2 separate regions of the Sus scrofa genome follow, and region 1 is linked to region 2. Evidence: chromatin contacts called from public HiChIP or PLAC-seq data. All regions are on one chromosome and are shown on one strand. Each heading gives the region's core, a stretch centred on a gene start, on an enhancer-like site or on the middle of the called end of the contact. The rest is flanking DNA. Distances are from core to core; before and after follow the strand shown. Region 1 overlaps SH3PXD2B (SH3 and PX domain-containing protein 2B). Region 2 has its middle 70 kb from the start of FBXW11.

Region 1 (4,605 bases), core at 1,634-4,133, 320 kb before region 2:
TTCCTGATCCTGTTACTGCTCATAGTTAATCCCAACTCAGTTGGCAGCGGTTAGGAGACTTGGTGCAGAAGGGAGTAGATGGGTCCATTGATCAGAGTCCTGAAAATTGTATGTGGGCCACCATCAGTTGTTAAAGTGAGGTGGCAACAATTGAACTTTTTTGGATGAAGTAACCTGATTTAACTGGCCCCTGAGTTAACTGAGGTCTCTAATCCTACTTACAGGCAAGGAGTGGTCTTGGGTTGCCTGTGAGATGGACAGGCACCTGCTGGTAACTCAGTGCTGTGTGTTCCCAGGAGGAGGCCTGCAGCCGTGTGGGGCAGGGACATTTCCTAGATGTCTTCATTCATCCTGTGTTCATTCCCTCCACCAATGTCCACTGAGCGTCTGTGCTGGGTGAATAAGACAAACATGGTTATTCATTCAGTCTTTATTAAGCACCTACTGTGTGCCTGGCAGAGCCCCAGGAAATGCAGAGGCACACACTACGCAGGAGGTATCCTCAGTCTGCAGAAAAGACGGGTGTGTCAACAAAATAAAATGTTATAGGTATTGTGAGAGAAGGCATTTGAATGTCTCCCAGAGGTAGGAAGTCTTTTAAAGCTGTTTTAAAATATTCATTCTTTCATTCAAATATTTATTGAGCCTTTGTAAATGCCATTCATGCTCTAGGCCAGGAGCCGGCAATATTTTTTTCTCTGAAGGGCCAGATAGTAAATGTTTCAGGCTTTGTGAACCACATGCAATCTCTGTCACTGATTAAAAAAAAAAAAAAAAAAGGGTTTCCTCTTCCACTCATTCTCCTTCTGATTCTTTACAAATCTTTAAAAATATAAAACACATTCTTAGCTCCCCTTGCCCAAAAGCAGACCATGGTCCTGTGAGCCTTTAAGCAGTGTGAGTACAGCAGTAAACAAGAGACTTGAGTCCTCACCCTCATGGGGCTTATATTCTAGAGTGAAAAAATAGACAACAAGGACACAAGTAAGTATATAGACTCTCTGATGGCTTTTAAAAGGAAAAGCAGGAGTTCCCATCATGGCACAGTGGTTAACGAATCCGACTAGGAACCATGAGGTTGCGGGTTCGGTCCCTGCCCTTGCTCAGTGGGTTAAAGGATCTGGTGTTGCCGTGAGCTGTGGCGTAGGTCGCAGACGTGGCTCGGATCCCGCATTGCTGTGGCTCTGGTGTAAGCTGGTGGCTACAGCTCCGATTCAACCCCTAGCCTGGGAACCTCCATATGCCGCGGGAGCGGCCCAAGAAATAGCTAAAAAGACAAAATAAAGAAATAAATAAAAAAAAAAAATAAATAAATAAATAAATAAATAAAATAAAAGGAAAAGCACTATGGCAGGAAGTAAGAGTGAGGCAGTGCAGGTGGTCAGGGAAGGTCTCTGATAAGATGCCGCTTGAACGGGAAGTGAAGGAAGGGAGGAAGGAAGCTCTGCAGGTATCTCCAGGAGACTGGCCATGGTGAAGGAACAGCAAATGCACAGCGCCCTCAGGTGGGAACATGCTTCACACTATCAAACAATAGCAAGGAGGCCAGAGCATAGTAACTAAAAATAATTGTGGCTTAAGAAATTTAATTTTGTTTCTTCTTGGTTCAAACTCCATAGATGGCCCAGAAGTAATACAGTGTTTGATGGTAGGAGTGACCCAGACTCCTATCGCGTGGCTTTGGCACACATGTCCAGCATTTCTCAAGGTTATCTTAGAGTCCAAGATGGCTGCTGCGGCACCAGCCATCACTTTCACCTTTCAGCCAGCAGGAGCAAGTAAAGGGTGAAATAGGGTAAGCCCCTCCTACAAGGATTCTTACCGAGTAGCTACATAGAACACTTCCACTTACACTACTGGCTAAAACTTAGTCACGTGACCATTCCCATCCACAAAGGAGTCTTATTCCAAGAGGCCTAGCTAGAAATCAGTTGTTTCTATAGGAGGAAGAGAGAATGGGGAGAAGCAGTGGTCTGTGCTACCTTGGAGAGAATGGAGAAGTAATGATCAGAGACAGATTAGGCCTGTAGGCCACTGGGGCTTTTCCTGAGTGAGGCAGAAGCCTTTGCAGGACCTTAACTTTGAAGAGTGTGAGCCATCTTTTAAAAGGTTTCTTCTGGAGTTCCTGTCTTGGCTCAGCTGAAACGAATCCGACTAGGAACCATGAAGTTGTGGGTTTGATCCCTGGCCTCGCTCAGTGGGTTAAGGATCCAGCATTGCCATGAGCTGTGATGAAATTCACAGACATGGCCTTGATCTGGCATGGCTGTGACTGTGGCGTAGGCCGGCGGCTACAGCTCCAGTTAGACCCCTAGCCTGGGAACCTCCATATGCCGTGGGTGCAGCCCTAGAAAATAAAAAAATAAACAAAAGTTTTCTTCTAGCTGCTGTGTTGAGATTATCGGGGTCAAGGCTGGCAGCAGGAGCCAGTTAGGAGGCTAAGGATAGATGGTTCTCTTTTGAATGGAGAGGAGAGGGGGAGACAGCCCAGACAGAGAAAACAGCTATGCAAAGGAACCCTCATGCTTTGCAGTTTTAGAAGTGAGCCAGGGATTAGGTGGCCAAAAGTGAAACCAGTAAGGCAGGCAAAGTCCAGGTCCTGGAGAACCTGAGAGCACTGGGGAGCCATAGCGCGTGCTGAGCAGAGAATGGCGTGATCAGAGTAGCAATTCTGAAGGCGCACTCTGGCTGCAGTATGAAGGAGCGGCAGGATGGAGACCAATCACGAGGGCCCCACCTCCACACCTCTGGCCCCAAGGAGCTGCTCTCAGATGCTGGTGCAGAGGATGTGGCTTAGTGACAATGTGGGCGAAGTGATGCAGTGCTAGCAGGAAGTCCTCCCGTGTCAGACTGGTGGCTCTGCGAGGGGTCGTCCTGACGGCTGCCGCTAGGGGGCAGCAGAGAACCCCCATGCGGGAGTACGGGGAGTACGGCCCTTCCAGCCTGACTGTGAAGTGGTGCTTCTCTCCTCTTTCTCCAGGTGAGGCCCAGGGAAGCACAGTTACCACGTGAGGTTAAAACAGAAGGGCAGATGCATTCCTGAGGCTTTGACGTCTGGGGGGGCTGTATTCTGGGGTAAACCCTGGTCTCTACTTTTGCATTCACAGGGGAATGTGTCCCCAGCTCACAATGACCAGGACAGGCAGCCAAGAGCCTCCGCCAAGCCAAGGTCTGCCTTCACCCGTTCATATGATGGTACCTCACAGGAGCAGTGCCAGGGGGTTAAGGACACAGTCAAGAGATTACTCACTGGGAGGGGGTAGTGGCCAGGCTGCCTTGGGTGGACTGTCCTGCTTGAGGCTGGGAGGAGGTTGGCCCTGCCGCCTGACCTGGGTGGGAGATGACAGCGGAAGAGAGGGCCAGCAGGAGTGAGAGCTGCAAAGAAATGAGACTTAGGGGTGGTGATAGGGGCTCACAGTGGAGGAGAGCAAGCAGACCTCCGACCAGCCTGCCTGCCTTCCATCTTTTTTTCCTCACCCACTGCCACCAGGTGGACCTGGTTCAAATCTGGCTTTGTCACCAGCCAGCTATGGGATCCAAGGTAGGTCAGTTGATATCTCTGAGTCCCTGTTCCCTTTATTTTCTGTTTTGGCTGCCTCAAGACATGGAGCTCCCCGGCCAGGGATCAGATCCGAGCCACAGTTGCGACCTACATTGCAACTGCGGCAACGCCGGATCCTTAACCCACTATGCCAGGCCAGGGATTGAACCTGCATCCCAGAGCCTCAGAGACACCCCACCAATCCCATTGTGCCACAGCAGGAACTCCCTGAGCTCTGTTTTCTTGTCTGTAAAATGAGGATGGTAGCACTTACCCTCCAGGCCAGTTGTGTCGAGATAGTTTATGTACAGTGTGTAGCCTGTGACAGGCATTGACCGGGGCTGCTTCCCTCCCCATCGTCTTCTGAACCTTCGTCTCATATCTTCTGCCTCTTTTTCTCCTCTCTCTCTCTCTGTTCTCATGCTTTCTCCACCCAGGGTACAAGTGGCACCCCGGGGCCCTCTCACTTCCTTCCATTAACCTCAGCCTGGAAGGGCCAATGGCCAGAACGTGGTCACAGAGCCAAGAAGCAGTGACCCTTCACCTGGCGACAGTGCCCTGCTCTGATTTTCCACATCAGAAATTCAGAGCACAGAACCCTTCCTAACAAAGGGTTTTTGTGCTGCTTCTGGATGTCAGAGGCCGGAGTGCAGTGGTGTGCTGGTAAAAACTCACAACCAGCTCTCTGACGGAAAACCCTGCTTTGTAGCATTTGCCAATTTCCACGGTGTCAATACTCCCACCATGGCCATTTTCAATAAGACACCACCCAACAGAGTCGGGCAGAGATGCACAAGATTGGCTCACTATGGGTGTATTTGGGCGCAGAGATGCATAGATGGATATTTCAGTGGTTTATGGAAACAACAGAAGGGAGTACTTGGAATCCAGGCTTTCTGAAAATGAGGGCCTGGTGGCCACACATGCCAGCTTGCCCTCCCGCCACATTCGCCTGCCTTTTTCTTCCCCCCAGGCTTTTTGTCTTTTTAGGGCGCACCCGCAGCATATGGAGGTTCCCAGGCTAGGGGTCTAATCAGAGCCACAGCTGCCAGCCTACACCACAA
Region 2 (4,755 bases), core at 792-3,291:
GACTCTGGGGTTTCTATACTGAAAGAGGTTATGCTTGGTTTGGTGTGTGTGTGTGCGTTTTCTACATTTAGAATCATTCTCACTTAACAAAAACATTTGACTCCCAAGGGTTTTTACATGTTAGCTTATTGAATCCTTTCAACAACACGCATAAGGAAGACACTGGCATTCCTGTTTTATAAATGAGGGAACAGACACTGGTAAGGGGAGAGTCAGGCCAAGGCTGGCAACACTGCCAGGTGATTCCTATGGGATTCGAAGGTGGACTCTCTCCCCGACTTCTCTCCTGCCAACTGTGCCCCATACACTCAGCAAGAGTCACACACACACACTTAACCCCTAGCTACCATCTCTGCCATATTTAAACGTTTCAACCATACATCTAAAACCCCATTCCGGGGTTCTTAACCTGCAGTCCAGGGTCCTTCTTCACACACACACATACACACACACACGAGATCCATGGGTACTCAGGGACTCTTTGTATATGGATGGGAAAGATTTGGTCTTTAGTTTCACCAACCTCTAAGTGAAAATCAGCATTTCCTTTATGCGCACAGGCACCAAACTCTAATGTTATCAGCAGTACAAATCACAGAGATTTCATCTCACATTACAGCTATTGCAGACATCTCCCAATTATCATTTTCGTTCATTATTTTGAAATTATAGTAGTTATTGAACCTATTGCCAGATCTTGTTATTTAATGAGCAATATATATATAACATATATTACATCTAAATAAAATACAATTTTTCTAATATTTTGATACCTCTATTTCATTATTACTGGTTTTACTTGTAATCTTGTTTTGTTTTGTTTTTTGTCTTTTTAGGGCCACACCCGTGGCACATGGAGGTTCCCAGGCTAGGGGTCAAATCAGAGCTGCAGCTGCCAGCTTACACCACAGATCCTTAAACCCAATGAGCAAGGCCAGGGATCAGACCCGTGTCCTCATGGACACTAGCTGGGTTTGTTAACCACTGAGCTACGATGGGAACTCCAAAGTTTTACTTGTGATCTATGCGCTTTATCCTGTGCATCTGAAAATGTTATTCTGAGAAGTGGATCTACAAAGAACACCTTAAGGTTAAGGACCCCTTCTATCTGCAGTCCTGAATCACTGTCCAAGAAACCTTCCCACCAGCAGGTGGCGCCCCACAATTACAGCGCCCCACTGAACTCCCTGTGTCTGGGGGTGATGGAGGCAAATAAGCAGCTGGCATGCCTTCCATTAAGGGCTAGAAAAATGATGGAGGTGCCTGGGGAGAAAGATTCATGAGACTGGCAGAAAAGACCATGAATTAGGGAACGGGTGGGACTTGGGAAATGAGATCATTCCATATTTACTGACACCTCTTAAGTACCAAGTGCTAGAGATGATGAAATAAAAACATTGACACTGGCTTCAAAATGTTTGTCCCACTAAGGAAACAGACCTGGAGAAGCAGAATATCAATTCAGGCTGACGTAGCCTGGGAGAATCAGGGAAGACTTCTCAGTGGAGGTGATGCTAAGTCTAGGAGGACAAAGCAGTATGTGCCAAACCACATGCATTCAGAGATGGGGCAATGGTTGAGGGTGAGTGTTTTATGGGCCATGAGGTTGAGAGAAGGACAGGGTGAGACCTGAATGCTGGGTTCAGACTGACCTTTATTGCTGCAAGAACAGTAAGAAGGCTGGGAAAGAGTTTACTCAGAGGAAGGAAAGTTGAAATCATGACAAATTATAGCAATTTAAGAGAGCAGCTGAGGACAGAGACGCTTTTGAATGGGAACAATGGCCCATAAAGGTTGGACGCTTTAGGAAAGAAAGGGCAGACTGCAGGCTTCATGAAGGCAGGGGTAAGGCCTTAGCTAACCCCTTAGCACCCAGAACCCATCAGGCTGCAGCACTGAGATACCCAGTCTGAGCTCCCTATGCCATAAAGGTTCTATGAAGGGAGCAGTGGGGGTCTGGGGGCTGTAGTCTGGATGTATATGAACTCACTGTGCTACCAGAGGTAGGTTCACTAGGTCTGGCTAACAAGTATGTCTTCAGTTAAAAACGAAACTGAAAGAACTTTCATTTTCAGTGATGGCAGATTAGGTTATCCGGATCAGTCCTCACACTGAGGACAATTAGAAAATCTGGACAAAAATACTAAATACATCTACTTGCAGGCATACAAGATAGTGAAGAACTATCAGGCCAAGATTCACGCAAGGACGGAGAGCCAGAGAGACGATGCTGGTGTTTTACCCTGGGAGCATTTGATGATCCCAGAGTGGGTAACAGAAACGTGTGTGTCTGAGCTTCTGAAAACCTCCTAGGGCCTCCTAAGAACACAAGGATTAGAGGCCAGGGCCTCATAAGGGCAGGGTGGAAGGGACCCAAATGAAAACTTTCCCGTTGCAGAGGCCTGAAAGGCTATACCCATGAATAACACTGAGCCTGATGGGGACAGGCCTCATGGGGTCTGCAGTTCTCTTCAAATAATTACAACCCCTAAAAACTGGCCTGGGGTGATGCAGGATTGCTAGTGCTCACAGGTGCCCTTTGAAAACAATTTTACAAAAAACCCCATCTAGCACACAATTAAAAAGTAACTAGGCGCACAGGAAATGACTAAAGCTAAAGCTGGCAGAAGCAATGAACATCAGCAGCAGACCAACAGGCATGTGAGTTACTGGAGTAATCGGAGCATAAACCACAATGCTTACTATGTTTGAGGAGAGAGAAAGAATGTGATTTGAAATTGTCAGCAGAGAGCTAAAAACAAAAGTTTAAAAAGGAACTAAGTGTTCTAAAAGTAGGTAGCAGAAATGGTTGCATAACTCTGAATATACGAAAAGAAAAAAAAAAATCCCACTGATTGTACAGGCATACCCTGTTTTACTGCGTTTTGCAGACACCGTGTTTTTCACAACCTGAAGGTCTGTGGCAGCCCCGCACAGACCAAGTCTATCGGAGCCATCCTTCCTACAGCATTTTGCTCACCTCCTGTCTCTGTGTCACATTTGGGTAATTCTCACAATATTTCATAAAATTTCATTATTATTATATTCAGGGATCTGAGATCAATGATCTCAGATGTTACTACTGTAATTGTTTTTGCATTTTCACCAAGAAAGTATTTTAAATTACAGCTTAATTAAAAGCATTTTGAGACATAATGCTATTGCACACTTAGCAGATGACAGTATAGTGTAAACATAACTTGTATTTGCACTGGGAAGCCGTAAACATCATATGACTCACATTACTATCATACTTTATTGCAGTGGTCTGAAAACTGAACTCACAAAATTACCTAGATATGCCTGGATACTTATTTAAAAGGGTGAATTTTGTGGTATGTGAATATCTCAAGAAAGCTTTCATTGAAGAAAAAAAAAAGTAAAAAGTCTAGACATAAAACAAAAATAACTGACGTGAAATACTCAGTGTTCAGGCGTAACAGCGGACATGTCAGAAGCCTTCATCAACCATTTATATCAGTTTGAAGCTTTATCCTTCCTACCTCTACTTGGCCATGTCTTCTCACTCCGGATGAGGCTTTAAAAAAAGGTGCAAAACCTTTTTCTTACCAATTCCAAAAGTGAGGGAACCTGCTGAAAAACTATGAAAAACAACAGAACCAACAAGATAGGCTGACCCTTCCTTCAGGACATCAAAAAACTAGTAGGGATAAAGCTGAGTCAATCGGAATCTCTCTCTTAGTAATGTGAACTGGGGCTAGGGTTAGAGAACAACCAGTTAGAAATGGAACTTAAGAGGCTGAAATACATGGATGTAGTGAGGGATCAGAGGCCAAGAGGGTCCACGTGCAAAGAGAAGTTAGAAAGGAGCTGAAACTCAATGGTGATTCCTAAATTTCTGGCTTTAGTTGACTGGGTAGGTAGAGGGATCATTTACTGAATTAGAAAAGATCAGCACAGGACAACATTTGGTGTGTTGAAGGGAGGGACCAGAGGTTCAGTTTGAAAGTTAGAACTCCAAAAAAGAGCACCTAATTTTGCATATGTTAAATTTGAGGTGCCTATGACACACCAAAGGGGGATGTTATTGTCTATATGTATCTGGAGCTTGGAGGAAATATCTGGGCTGGAGATAAGCATTTGAAAATAGGGTACGAAGTGGATCGTTGAGAAAAATGCAGTAGGAGAGACAGGCAGGACCAGAGAGAGATAAGTAAACTATGAAAAGAAATAGAGATTTTTTTTTTTTTTATCCCGAAGGCCATGTGTGACATCAGCTTTCTGTTGTAGACAGGTGACTAGCTGCAGCAGAAAAAACATACTGAAGCAGCAGAAAAGTGATAAGTAGGGCCTTTACAGTAATCCAGGTAAGAGATGGGAATTCTCATATTATAGATTTATATCCCGACTTTTTCCTTTTTTATTTTAACATCACTAATAGTTCTCTGGAAACATAGTTTTAGCAGATATTATTATTTTTTTATGGCTGTACTCAGAGTATATGGAAATTCCCAGGCTAGGGATTGAAGCTGACACTAGATCCTTTAACCCACTGCACCAGGCCAGGGATGGAACCTGAGCCTCTGCCGTGACCCAAGCTGCTGCAATTGGATTTTTAACCCACTGCGCCATAGCAGGAACTTCTGGAAACACAGTGTTAAATGGCTAAATAACCTACCCACTTGTGAAGTTATATAATCTATTTGACCACTATTATACAGTTAGACATTTTGGTTTATTTTCTGTTTATGAGGAACCTTATTCTTTCACATAACTATCCTTTGTATTTTCTCC

Evidence for each region. HiChIP or PLAC-seq counts read pairs in DNA pulled down with a chosen protein or histone mark.
Region 1: an H3K27ac HiChIP or PLAC-seq map of alveolar macrophages shows a contact between it and region 2. The contact joins two enhancer-like sites. A contact is called at or near these places in 1 of 47 Hi-C or Micro-C datasets (embryonic fibroblasts) and 1 of 2 datasets of contacts at active chromatin or transcription factors (alveolar macrophages).

Annotation. Positions count from the first base shown.
Region 1 is chr16:51,817,503-51,822,107 of Sscrofa11.1, forward strand. All of the region lies in intron 6 of SH3PXD2B (SH3 and PX domain-containing protein 2B), which reads left to right. Among named protein-coding and RNA genes, the nearest start is that of SH3PXD2B, 87 kb to the left of the region's middle. Within about 2 kb of position 2,884, at least 18 of the 83 cell types and tissues checked have an H3K27ac peak or open chromatin away from gene starts, as enhancers often do. A contact at or near this core is called in alveolar macrophages, where this site is marked.
Region 2 is chr16:52,140,505-52,145,259 of Sscrofa11.1, forward strand. No RefSeq gene overlaps it. Among named protein-coding and RNA genes, the nearest start is that of FBXW11, 70 kb to the right of the region's middle. Within about 2 kb of position 2,042, at least 32 of the 83 cell types and tissues checked have an H3K27ac peak or open chromatin away from gene starts, as enhancers often do. A contact at or near this core is called in alveolar macrophages, where this site is marked.